Regions from separate parts of the Oryctolagus cuniculus genome. Here region 1 is linked to region 2. A link is a contact called in public Micro-C data. All regions are on one chromosome and are shown on one strand. Each heading gives the region's core, a stretch centred on a gene start, on an enhancer-like site or on the middle of the called end of the contact. The rest is flanking DNA. Distances are from core to core; before and after follow the strand shown.

Region 1 (5,862 bases), core at 2,514-5,013, 360 kb before region 2:
GTTAAGGAAAGCCATGTGCACAGCAGAATTCTATTTCTTAAGCGTTCTATCAGGCTACTGCCGGAGCTCTGGTCACGCAAGCAGAAAGTGCAGGGGAGGATACAGGTCCCTGAGCAGATGCGCCGGTGCAGCAGGACTGCTGTGGAGGGGCTCTTTGCTAGGGGACTCTTTCTCCCAAGAGCTTTAGGAATCCAAGGTGGAGTCAGAGAGAGAAAAGAGAAATGGTAGGGATATGCTGGAGACTGAGGCCCGAGGGGGAAACCACCGGAGGACCCACAGAGCTGTCTGCTGTCTTAGAAATCATCCAGTGTGCACACACATCTGCTGGATTGAGGACCTGAAGCCCAGATGGGACACAGCCCAACAGGTGGGGGGGTGGGGGGTGAGCACTCTGATTTTTTTTTTTTTTTTGACAGGCAGAGTGGACAGTGAGAGAGAGAGAGAAAGGTCTTCCTTTCTTCCTTTGCCGTTGGTTCACCAACAGCCGCCGCGCGCTGCGACTGGCACACTGCGCTGATCCGATGGCAGGAGCCAGGTGCTTCTCCTGGTCTCCCATGGGGTGCAGGGCCCAAGCACTTCGGCCATCCTCCCCTGCACTCCCTGGCCACAGCAGAGAGCTGGCCTGGAAGAGGGGCAACCGGGACAGAATCCGGCGCCCCGACCGGGACTAGAACCCGGTGTGCCGGCTCCGCAAGGCAGAGGATTAGCCTAGTGAGCCGCGGCGCCGGCTCTGCTCACTTTGTAGAGCAGAAGAGCAACAGTGAAGGTCAAGAATGTTGAGTTCTTACACCCAAACCCAACTCTAAGTTACTGAGCCTCTCTGTGCCTGTTTACTTAATTGCAAAACTAAGCTAATGATGGCTAATAATAGTGCTTACCTCAGGAAGGTGTGAGACCCAATTAGGCAACATTACAGCTGCTGCTTATCACCGCGTCTGGCATGCAGTTAGTAACTATGCTACTCCTATTTCTAGCCTCTAGACCTCATTTTCCATGGCTACACATTGCAAGCCTTAGATCAACGACCCTTCTGGGGAGCTTCCTCCCTGTCCCTGGTGCATTGATTGAGCATCACGTGGTTTTTGTTGTTTTCCCCTAATCATACATACCAGAAACTTCTACCCCTAAGGCAGTGCTATTCAATAGTGCGTCACATGCGAATGCCCAGGGGTGGTCTGCCAGGATGCAGGTTCTTGGCCCCCACTGATTGTGACTCACTTGCTCTGGAGTTGGCCCCAGGATTCCAGGTTTCAACAGAGGAGCCCAGTGGGAGTGGGCCTCTGTGTATGTAGGGGGGAGGGCACAACCTGAGGTTCTCTTGTTCCTTGAGGGCATGCTGGCTGGTGACTTAGCTCGTGGGTCAGGAGCCAGTGGGCCACACGTTTCCCTCTCATCCAGCCTGCATTCTGATTCTCTCCTTACCCCAGCGTGAGCACTCTACCCTACCCTTCCTGGCCCTGCCCCTCTCCCTCATACACACTTCTAGCTTTAAGCCTGGGCTGGAAATTCCTTCCCCTCTGTCCCTTCATTGTCACGATCCCAATTTGCAGCAGCAAGGGTGTGCAAGGCATCGTTTTTACCTCTTGGGCCTAACCACAGGGGGCAGCATACAACTGCTCATAGACTGCCGCCAGGGCACATGAGCCCTTCAGTGCAGATCCATGTTATTTCCTGAAAAGGCAGAAATCCTGAATTTCTGTGTGAAATATCTAGCATTTTAAAGTTTTTTTTTTTTTTTTTTTTGGTCTTCTAAAACTTCATGGGTCAAATCCAACAGGCGTACAGAAGTAACACCAAGAGCAAGGCAGAGGCCAACTGTAGTGCGAGAAGTGCCCTCCACCCCTCCCAGCACTCTGCGGTAACTCAGACTCTACACAGATAACCCATGCTGCCAACACCCCCACCTTCAAAAAAAAAAATCTTGGACAGCTCTCTGTAGTGAAGAGCTCGGGTCTGGGCTGTACTCGCTACAGCAATGACGACCAGCATCAATCCCCAAAACCCTGTGGGTGGAGTCAAGCGTGGAAGAGGCCATTTATTCTCTGCCGTCTCTGGCCTTCCCCTTGGGAGGCGCGCAGGCTTGGAGGGGAGGCCGGCGCACAAGCTGCAGGGACTACGGTGGAGGACGCCCAAGGTCAGCAAACCCAGGTGGATCCTTGCTGGATGGAAATCCTTCCCCGATTCAGCCACCGAGGCCCCCTTTCCTCCTTGGACGTCCGTCCACACAGCGCGAGTACACCCGTGCACACCCGAATGAGCTTTGCTCTGGGAGCTCACAACTGGACTTATCTCCCTGCTGCCCAGGATGGCCACGGAACTGGACTTCCGTTATGAAGTGGGACTCTGTGTACCAGGAAAAAGATGCTCAACATCCAAGTCACCGCTTTATTGTGTGGCGGCCATGGTGACGCCAGCCCCCGCTTTCCCATGTCACTCTCCTCTCACCCAGGGTTCTCTGGCTTTGTTCATGTTTCAGTAGCAGAACTCAAAACTTCCATCAAGGTGCCCTCCTCCCCTTTCCTCCAGTGACAAGCAGGCCTCACATGACTTGAGTCCTCAGAATTGACCACTGTCGGGAGGTGAGGGAAAGGAGCAGGAAGACGCTAGAGGCTGCCCCGCGTGGGGAGGCTGGGGAGAGGCCTTTGTTGATTTTTCACTCTGCAAACTGGTCCAAGAACTTGAGGTAGGCCTGGCGCTGGGCTGCAGCTGCAGGAATGAAGTGACCACCGGAATGGGTGAGGGTGACGGCTCCGGGGAATCGGCTGGCCAGCTGCACGCTCTCCTGAGCAGGAATGACACGGTCGGTTTCCCCAAAAACATGTAGGGAAGGCAGTGACAAGGGGCTCTTCAAGATGGGTTCCTTGAGAACAAGGCCCCGGGGACAGAAGCCAGAAACCAGGATGATAAACCGCGGTAAAGGGAAGCGCGGGTCTCCCGCCTGGCCCAGGGCACACACAAGGGCGGCGAGCGCGGCCCCCTGGCTGAACCCGAGGATTCCGTCAAAAGGCCCCAGGCTGCTCAGGGCCCGGGCCACCGCTGCCAGGGCCTCCTGCAGCCCCCGGCACACGGCGGGCTCTTCCAGCGCGGAGAAGGTGTCTGCTGCAGCCTCTGAAAACCACCAGCCTCGAGGCTGCTCCTCCGGGGCGCAGGGACCTGCAGGGACACGGGGAGGAGGCGGGGTGAGCGCAAGGAGGACCCTGCAGGGAAGGAATGGGGGTGGGGGTAGGCTGGGGAGCGAGAGAGCGGGGGCTGAGGGGAGAACACGTGGAGAAAGAAGGCAGGGAGTGAACCCGTGGCCCTGGACCCCGAGGCCTGGGAGGACAAGGCTGGAATCGGTGAGGGTCTGGGGCAGGAGAAATGAGGGGTGTGGACGGAGGGGGGTACACGGCGCGGGGAAGCGAAACGGAGAGGACGTTCTGGATGCATTTCCGGAGCAGGAAGCAGGGTGCGTCTCACCGGAGTCAGGCTCCGCCGCTTCAGAGACCGGGTGCGGGCCGCTGAGGCACACGAGCTCGGCGCGGCCTCGCAGCGCCTTCCTCAGAGCGCCAGTCTTCTCGCGGAAGCCCCGTTCGCTCTGCCGGAAGCCCGCCAAGCACAACACCCGCAGCGGCCGACGCGCGGCCATCACGGGGGCAGCGTGCTCCACAGCGGCGGAAGCCGCCTTTCCCCGAGCGGAAGTAGAACGCGAGGGGGCGGGACCAGATACCGACGCCACACCCTTGAGGGTGGGCCTCGGAGCGAGCTGGGGTTTCCATGACAACAGGGAGGGGCAGAGCGCAGCCAGAGCAGGGGCGGATACCTGAGACCCCGAAGCGTCTCACGGAGCCGGCGGCGCCACCTCCTCGCCTCTGCAGCTGCAACCCTCGCAAGCCGCGGCTGGAGACGGGCGCGTGAATCCCTCCTGCACCTAGGGCCGCAGACCGGTCAGGATTTCGCTTTCGCAACGTCCTCTGCCCCGCTCCCGTGCACTTACCGCCGTGGCCGCAGGGCGGCGGTCTGGGCTCGTGTTGCCAGGGAGGCAGCCAGTGCCAAGGCCGCACCCAGGGGCGGTCTCTCCTCCCTCCCTGCTGCCTCCCGCCTACCTTCCCGAGTGCGGGCCGGCCAGCGGGCTGAGGGGGCCGGTCCTTCCCGTGGTTCACGGTCCACGGCCCCAAGGAGCTGCCGGCATAGAAGTCCATGGGGTAGGGCTGCTGCCAGGAAATGTCCCGCAGGGCCACGGCCGCCTAGGGCAAGAAAACCGGACGGCGACGCTTGGCAACCTTTTTCTGCGCCTGCTCACAGACTTCAGTCCTCACCAGTTCCATGAAGAAGGGCGGATGGTCCCAACCCGCAGGAAGGAAACGCGAGGTTCCGAGAGGTTACGGGACTTGCCCAGAGCTCAAGGACTGTGGAGTCTGGAGTCTGACCCGGGGACCTCTGCCCAGCCCTCCCACTCCGTTAGACCTCTCCCCTGACAGACACATCAAGGTGCAGGGCCCACCCTCTCCCGGGGACCGTAGAAACGGGATTACCTCATAGGGCGTCAGCAGAGGCTTGGGGAAGGCTGTGCCCCAGTCAATGGAGAGGCGAGGACAGGCCACCTGCACCCAGCTGGGAAGGGAAGTCCCGTCAGGCCCAAGGCGCGGACCTACCCTTCAGGGGTCTACAGTGACTCCAACACATCGTTAATTGATAGGGTTTTGAAAGGCAGAGAGAGAGAAAGGGAGCTCCCACTGGCTAGTTCGGACCCTAAAGAGCCAGAGCCGGGCCAAGACGAAGCCAGAAGCCAGGAACTCGGCCCGGGTCTTTCACCCCGGCGGCAGGGACCCAGACGCCTGAGCATCAGCTGCCGGCTCCCAGGGTGCTCCTGGGCAGGCAGCTGGAGTGAGGAGCAGGGCCAGGACTCAGACCCAGGCACTGCTACGCAGCAGCATCTGAAGCACTGTGCCGCGCGCTGGCCCGCAGGGAAGCCCGACTGTCGCTTCTTTCCTCCCGACTCCCGCCTGCTGGGGGAGCTGTCGGACTTAGTGCCTGCTACAGTGCAAGTGCCCCCCACCAAGCTCTTCCCACTCGGGGCTGGTGCTGTGGCGCAGCAGGTTGAGCCACCGCTTGCGATGCCGGCATCCAGTATGGGCCCCAGTTGGAGTCTCGACTGCTCCACTTTTGATCCAGCTCCTTGCTAATACGCCTGGAAAAGCAGTAACAGAAGGCCCAAGTGCTTGGGCCCCTGCACCTGCATTGGAGACCCAGGAAGAAGCTCCTGGCTCCTGACTTCGACCTGGCCCAGCCCCGGCCTTTGTGGCCATTTGGGGAGTGAACCAGCAGATGGAAGATCTATGTCTTTCTCTTTTTCTCTGTAACTCTTGCCTTTCAAATAAATAAATAAATAAATAAATAAATAAATGAAACACCTCTTCTCACACAGAACAACCATGATGTTGCGCCCCACAGTCAGGAAAAACGAGAGCCATACCCCCTATTGGGTAAATGCTCTATAAACAATGTTTCACAGCGCGGGGCAGGCAGTTAGCCTAATGGTTGAGAGTGCCTGGTTGTATAGCAGGCTCCAGCTTCCTGCCAATGCAAACCCTGGGAGGCGGCAATGATGGCTGAAGTGGCTGGGCTCCTGCCGCCCGTGTTAGAGACAGGAAGTGCATCCCCAGCTCCGAGCGTCAGTTAGGCCCAGCCCCAGCCCCAGCTGTTGTGGGCATCTGGGCAGTGAACCAGCTGATGCTCTGTCTCTGTGTCTCAAATAAATGCAGTGGTTTTGTTGTTGTTGTTGTTGTTTTGTTGTTTTGGAAGGAAGAGAGAAAGAGAGGGGGAGAGAGGGAAGATTTTTTTTTTTTAACTTATTTGACAGGTAGAGTTAGGCAGTGAGAGAGA
Region 2 (5,461 bases), core at 1,557-4,056:
AGAGACTGAGGCGGTAGGGACCGGGCGGCGGGTGGGGGGCGGGGCTCTCGCCCCCCTCCCCGCGCCCGCTCACCGGCCCCGCCTCTGGCTCCGCCCCCAGTTGCAGGAGCAGCTGCAACGCCTCCTGCTGGTGAACGCCGAGTTGCGGCACAAGCTGGCCGCGGTGCAGACCCAGCTTCGGGCCGCCCAGGACCGGGAGAGGGAGCGTGAGGTGCCGCACCGAGACGCCCCGGAACTGGCAAAGGAGCGGGAACAGGGCCAGGCCGGAGAGCCCGGGTGTGAGCAGAGGCGGGAACCCGAGCGGGCGAGCCCGGACAGTCCGGTGAGTGCCGGAGGGAGCCAGCAACCCAAGCCGGCACTCAGAGCGTCTGGCCCCGTGTGGGTGCACTGGCAAGCTTTGCTGTGCTGCGCAGGTCGGCCGAGAAGCCGGACTGTGGCACACAGGGGCTTGCACCTGCAGCCGGGCCCGGCCCCACTTTCAGCCTGAGAGCTGCTGTCACCTATTGTAGCACCGTTGTCCCCCAGAACTCCTTGCCTGTCCCTTCCTCTGGCATTCCTGCGATGGCCCTGGGCCCATGGGAGAGCTAGCAGGGCCTCCAGACCACGCTTCTTCCGCAGGCCGCTGCCCCACGGCAGCCAGAGCGCCCCCCGGAGGCAGGGCAGTGCGGCTTCAGCAGGCAGGAGCTTGAGCAGATCCTTCAGGAGCGCAATGAGCTCAAAGCCAAGGTGTTCCTGCTCAAGGAGGAGCTGGCCTACTTCCAGCGGTGAGGGCCCTGCCCGTGTCTGCTCCTGGCCTCGGGTCACCCCCACCTCATTCCCGTATTCACTGACAAACCCCAGCAACCTGGCCAGACCCTGTACCAACACAGCCCCTGCCCTCTGGGGACTCCATCCCAGCAGGGGAAGGGGCGGTACCAAGGTCACAGCAGCTGTGCCAGGAGGGGTGCCACACAGGCTAAGGCCTGGGGGGTGTTGCGGGCTCCCCCAGGGAACAGGCAGCTCGCACGGGCCCTCGGGGCGAGGCCCGCTGCTGGCAGCCCCACCACGTTCTGCCTGCCCCCGTCCTGTAGGGAGCTGCTCGCAGACCACCGGGTCCCCGGGCTGCTGCTTGAAGCCATGAAGGTGGCTGTCAGGAAGCAGCGGAAGAAGATCAAGGCCAAGATGTTGGGGACACCAGAGGAAGCAGAGAGCAGGTGTGTCCCCGCGACCCAGCCTACTGACCTAGCAGACCCGGTCTGCTGACCTGGCCTGGCCGCCCCCGAGCCTGCCCTCCAGCCTGCACCCTTCTCTCTGGACTCCACCAGTGCTGCCTGCACGCCTTGCAGAAGGCACCTGCACACTGCTTTGGCTGGGTCTGTCTGTTTAGATTTATTTGTTTATTTGAAAGTCAGAGTTACAGAGAGAGGTAGAGCCAGAGAGAGAGAGAGAGAGAGAGAGAGAGGTCTTCCATCTGCTGGTTCAGCCAGGCTGGTCCAAAGCCAGGAGCTTCCTCTGGGTCTCCTTTGTGGGTGCAGGAGCCCAAGCACTTGGGCCATCCTCCACTGCTTTCCCAGCCCCACTAGCAGGGACCTGGATCTGAAATGGAGCAGCCGGGCCTCAAACCAGAGCCCGTAGGGGATGCTGGTGCTGCCGGTGGGGGCTTTACCCACTACGCCACAGCGTTGGCCCTCTGGGTCTATTTGTTCTTAGAGGAGTGAGACTCTCGCTGCTGCTTTATCAGGGCCCCGCCGTGTGTCCGCATCTTGTGGACACCCTCATCCCTTGTCGGGAGTGCCTGGCTGTCAGTCCCTGCTCCTCTGCTTTCTGATCCAGCTTCCCACTAATGCACTGGGAGGCAGCAGGTGACAGTTCAAGCGATTGGGTCCCCGCCACCCAGGTGGGAGACCTGGATTAAGTTCTCGGCCCCCAGCTTTGGCCTGCTGCAAGTCAGCTAATAGAAGGCAGATCTCTCTGTCTCTTTGTCTCTCGACCTTTCAAATAAAAATAAAAAAGAGAGGCCTTGTGTCTCCCCAGGGTCACCAGGTCGCCAGCCCTGGGGGCGCTGTGGTCACTCAGTGCTGGCCCGCTGCTGCCCGGGCCCTTGATACATGGCCCTCTCCTCTCTCCCCCCTGTGTCAGTGAGGACGAGGACGGCTCCTGGCTCCTGCTCTCCGGCGATAAGGAAGAGCAGCCTGCACCCGCTGAGTCCAGAGTCCAGAGTTTGTATGTTGGGGAGTGAAGGAGGGGCTTCGGGTTTTCTGTGCCCCTCCCTGCCCCGCGTGCCCTCCCCCCGCTGCCCCACCATCTGTGCCGTCCCGGCATCCATCTGAAGTCCTTTTCTCTTCGCTCCTTGCTCTCAGCCCCAATCCTTGACTCTCTGGCCTCCCGGCTCAAAGAACCTCTTGGCTCTCCCTCAGCTTTGGCCTGTGGTACCGGGATAAAGCCGAGACCCCCACACCTGAGCCCAGCAGCACTGGAGAAGAAGGGGCCCCTCAGCAACCCCACGTGGAGCCTCTGGGGGGCCCTCAGCCCCCACCCCCCGACCAGCCCTGCTCTGCTCTGCGGCAGCCGCTCTGACCTGGGCCTCAGCCCACCTGGAGGCCTGGCTTTGGGGCCTGGCTGGGGCGGATGTGTGATGGCCCGTGAGACAGCTTCCTCCTTCGCAGCCTGTCTGGAACTCTTCCCTGATCCCGGCCTGCACCGGGGATTCTCCACCTGCCTCCACCCCTCCACCTCTGCACCGAGCTTCCAGAGCAACGGGGAAAAGTGCTTCCTCTCCGGTGCCTGCGCGGCCACCCCTGCAATAGAGAGAACTGTCTTCCTTCCTCCCAGGGAGTTTCCCAGAGGGCCTGAGCCAATGGAATAAAGCCCTACCATCCGGAAATGGCTCCTGTCTGTGTGTCAGCGGCCCGCCGCCCTCCCAGCCGCCGGCAGCAGAGGCAGGCCGACATTCCGCCCGGGGGCTCTTTGGCCAGTGCCTGGGTGGGGACCTTGCCTGGGGAGTGTGGCCTAATGGGCAGCCCTGGCTCCCACCGCAGCCCTACCCTTTCGCCTCTGCCCCATGCCCCGGGACCCGTGGCTTCTGGCCCCCTCTAGATGGAGACCAGCCCCAGAAGCCCCCCGGGGCCCTCCCCACCCGCCTTCCTTTCAGGGCTGAGACGCGGGGCTTTCCCCAGACGCCCGGCCGCCCTCCCTGGGAGGTGCCTCGTGGCAGCCTACCCAGCCGGCCTGGTTTCCTCAGGAAAAGCCTTGGGAGGAAGCGGGGCGGGGGGGGGGTTGGGAGCTGTGGGGGCCAGATTAACCGGAGTCCTCCCACTCCACTGGCCGCCATGGGGCTCGGGCTGCTGTTCCTACTGCTGCTGCTCTGGCCCTGGGGACCCCAGGGCTCCCCGCTGGACCCCGGTGGGCAGCACGTCTGTGTGGGCAGCAGGTGGGTGTGACGGGACAGGAGGGGGGAGGCGGCTGAGCTGGTGTTGAGGCATTTGGGGAAGGAGACAGGGAGGAGGTTAGGGGCTGATGAGAGAGGGTTGGGGGGCAGCCTGGTGGGTGGCAGGAAAAACAAGGGAGGAGGTGGGGGACATGAGTACTGTGACGTTCCGTTAGGCTGCCCTGGGGGACTGGGGCCGCCTGCCACACCTCGGCCAGGGACAGTGATCTTTGTGGGGCCAGGCTGCCCCTGCTGACCCCTCTCTGATCCACAGCCCCTCTGAGCTCCAGTGCTGCCCAGGCTGGAGGCAAAAGGATCACGAATGCACCATCCGTGAGTAGCAGAGGAGGGAGCTCCCTTCCTGCCCTCCTGGGGCCGCTTTCCACACCTGAGCCCTAGAACCGGGGTCCGTCTTGGGACGTGTGCCTCTGGCCCCACCAGGGTGACTCTTGAGGGGCACAGGGCGCTGGGAGCCAGCGAGAGGGGCGGGCGGAGATCCCCTGGTGGTGAGTGCTCCAGTCGTGGTGACCTGGGTGGGGTATTTTTCAGCCATCTGCGAGGGGCCGGATGCCTGCAGGGAAGGCGAGGTATGCGTGAAGCCAGGCCTGTGTCGCTGCCCGCCGGGATTCTTCGGGGCCCAGTGCAGCTCCCGTGAGTCTCAACTGCGTGGTGAAGCTGCGGGGCAGAGCTGGGGCGGGGCTTGGGGCAGCAAAGCAGGCAGAAACACAGTCTCTGAAGAGCTCCCCTGAGGAAATTGAGGCCAGGGATAGGAAGTGACATGCTCCTGGGAGACGCCCTGCGTCGTCTCCGAAGCCCCACCCACCCGGGCCCTTCACGGTCTGGGAAGATGTGCTGTGATCTTGCCTTGCAAAGTGGATGCCTTCCCAGCCCCACTACCTCACCACCCCAGCCCCGGGCTGGGCTGCCACCCTGCCCCTCTTTGGCAGAAAGCGGGGATAAGAACGGGGTTCCTGAGTAGGACAGCCCGAGCACCTGCACCAGGGATGTCTGAGTTGGAAGGGGACCCAGTGGGCAATGGGGCTTCCTCTGTCATCTTGGTGGGCCATAGCCAGGCCTGCACTCAGAGTGACAGCCTCATTCACCTGTAGCCCAGGGAAGGAGGAGGGGAAATGAATGAAGCCCTAGCTACTTCTGGGTGTACCTAGGACTCAAGTGTTCTGGAATGTGAACTGGGAGGCTGGGCCACTGGGGGTTTTTGTAGTTCAGAGCCTGGGGCAGGAAATGAACTGTGCCCCAGAAGCATCTGCTGCTACATGTTCCAAGGGCCTGTTCCCCATGGTTAGAGGGCGAGCCTGGCTCCCCTCTGCCTTAGATAAGGTCCTGCCCAGCCTGAGCCCACTGACTCCTCTGTCCCCGCCTCCTGCAGGCTGCCCGGGCCAGTACTGGGGCCCCGACTGCCGTGAGAGCTGTCCCTGCCATCCACACGGCCAGTGCGAGCCAGCCACCGGTGTGTGCCAGTGCCAAGCTGACCGCTGGGGTGCCCGCTGCGAGTTCCCATGCACCTGCGGTGCCCACGGGCACTGTGACCCCGCCACAGGCGAATGCCGCTGTGACCCCGGCTGGTGGTCATCCACGTGCCGCCGCCCGTGCCAGTGCAACCTGGCGGCGGCGCGCTGCGAGCCAGCCACGGGCGCCTGCCTGTGTGAATCGGGCTGGTGGGGCCACCGCTGCAGTTTCCGCTGCGCATGTCACGACTCGCCCTGCGCGCAGGAGACTGGTCGCTGCACCTGCCGGCCAGGCTGGTGGGGCCCCGAGTGCCGGCAGCGGTGCGAGTGCGTGCGCGGCCGCTGCAGCGCTGTCTCGGGCAGGTGCACCTGCCCACCCGGCTTCCGCGGCGTGCGCTGTGAACTGCCCTGTCCCTCCGGCAGCTATGGGGCTCAGTGCCGTGACAGGTGAGTGGGCTGGGAGGGGTGCCGGGGAAGGCGAGCAGGCGAAGGAACGGGGAGAGGGAAGGGGAGGTTGAGGAGGAGTTCCAGAGAGGCAGTGGGAAGGGAAGAGAGAGCCAAGAATGCGGTGGGAAGGTCCGGAGAAGGC

The links. Hi-C and Micro-C count contacts between places; a contact is called where the count stands out from the background.
Region 1: a Micro-C map of ear pinna shows a contact between it and region 2, with 6 times the contacts expected there. The contact joins the promoter of OVCA2 here to the promoter of SCARF1 in region 2. A contact is called at or near these places in 2 of 6 Hi-C or Micro-C datasets (ear pinna and skin fibroblasts).

Annotation. Positions count from the first base shown.
Region 1 is chr17:47,526,891-47,532,752 of mOryCun1.1, reverse strand. It overlaps OVCA2 (OVCA2 serine hydrolase domain containing), which reads right to left and starts at 3,763. Exons shown (of 2, transcript XM_002718881.5): 1 at 3,457-3,763; 2 at 2,011-3,153. The coding sequence starts at 3,625. The coding sequence ends at 2,654. DPH1 (diphthamide biosynthesis 1) reads right to left here. Exons shown (of 13, transcript XM_008270921.4): 10 at 4,512-4,590; 11 at 4,083-4,223; 12 at 3,800-3,907; 13 at 2,372-3,153. The coding sequence ends at 3,818.
Region 2 is chr17:47,168,475-47,173,935 of mOryCun1.1, reverse strand. SCARF1 (scavenger receptor class F member 1) reads left to right here and starts at 2,806. Exons shown (of 11, transcript XM_002718887.5): 1 at 2,806-3,409; 2 at 3,681-3,739; 3 at 3,956-4,057; 4 at 4,794-5,319. The coding sequence starts at 3,309. It overlaps RILP (Rab interacting lysosomal protein), which reads left to right. Exons shown (of 8, transcript XM_002719046.5): 3 at 1-13; 4 at 101-322; 5 at 619-764; 6 at 1,071-1,193; 7 at 2,119-2,202; 8 at 2,397-2,863. The coding sequence ends at 2,556.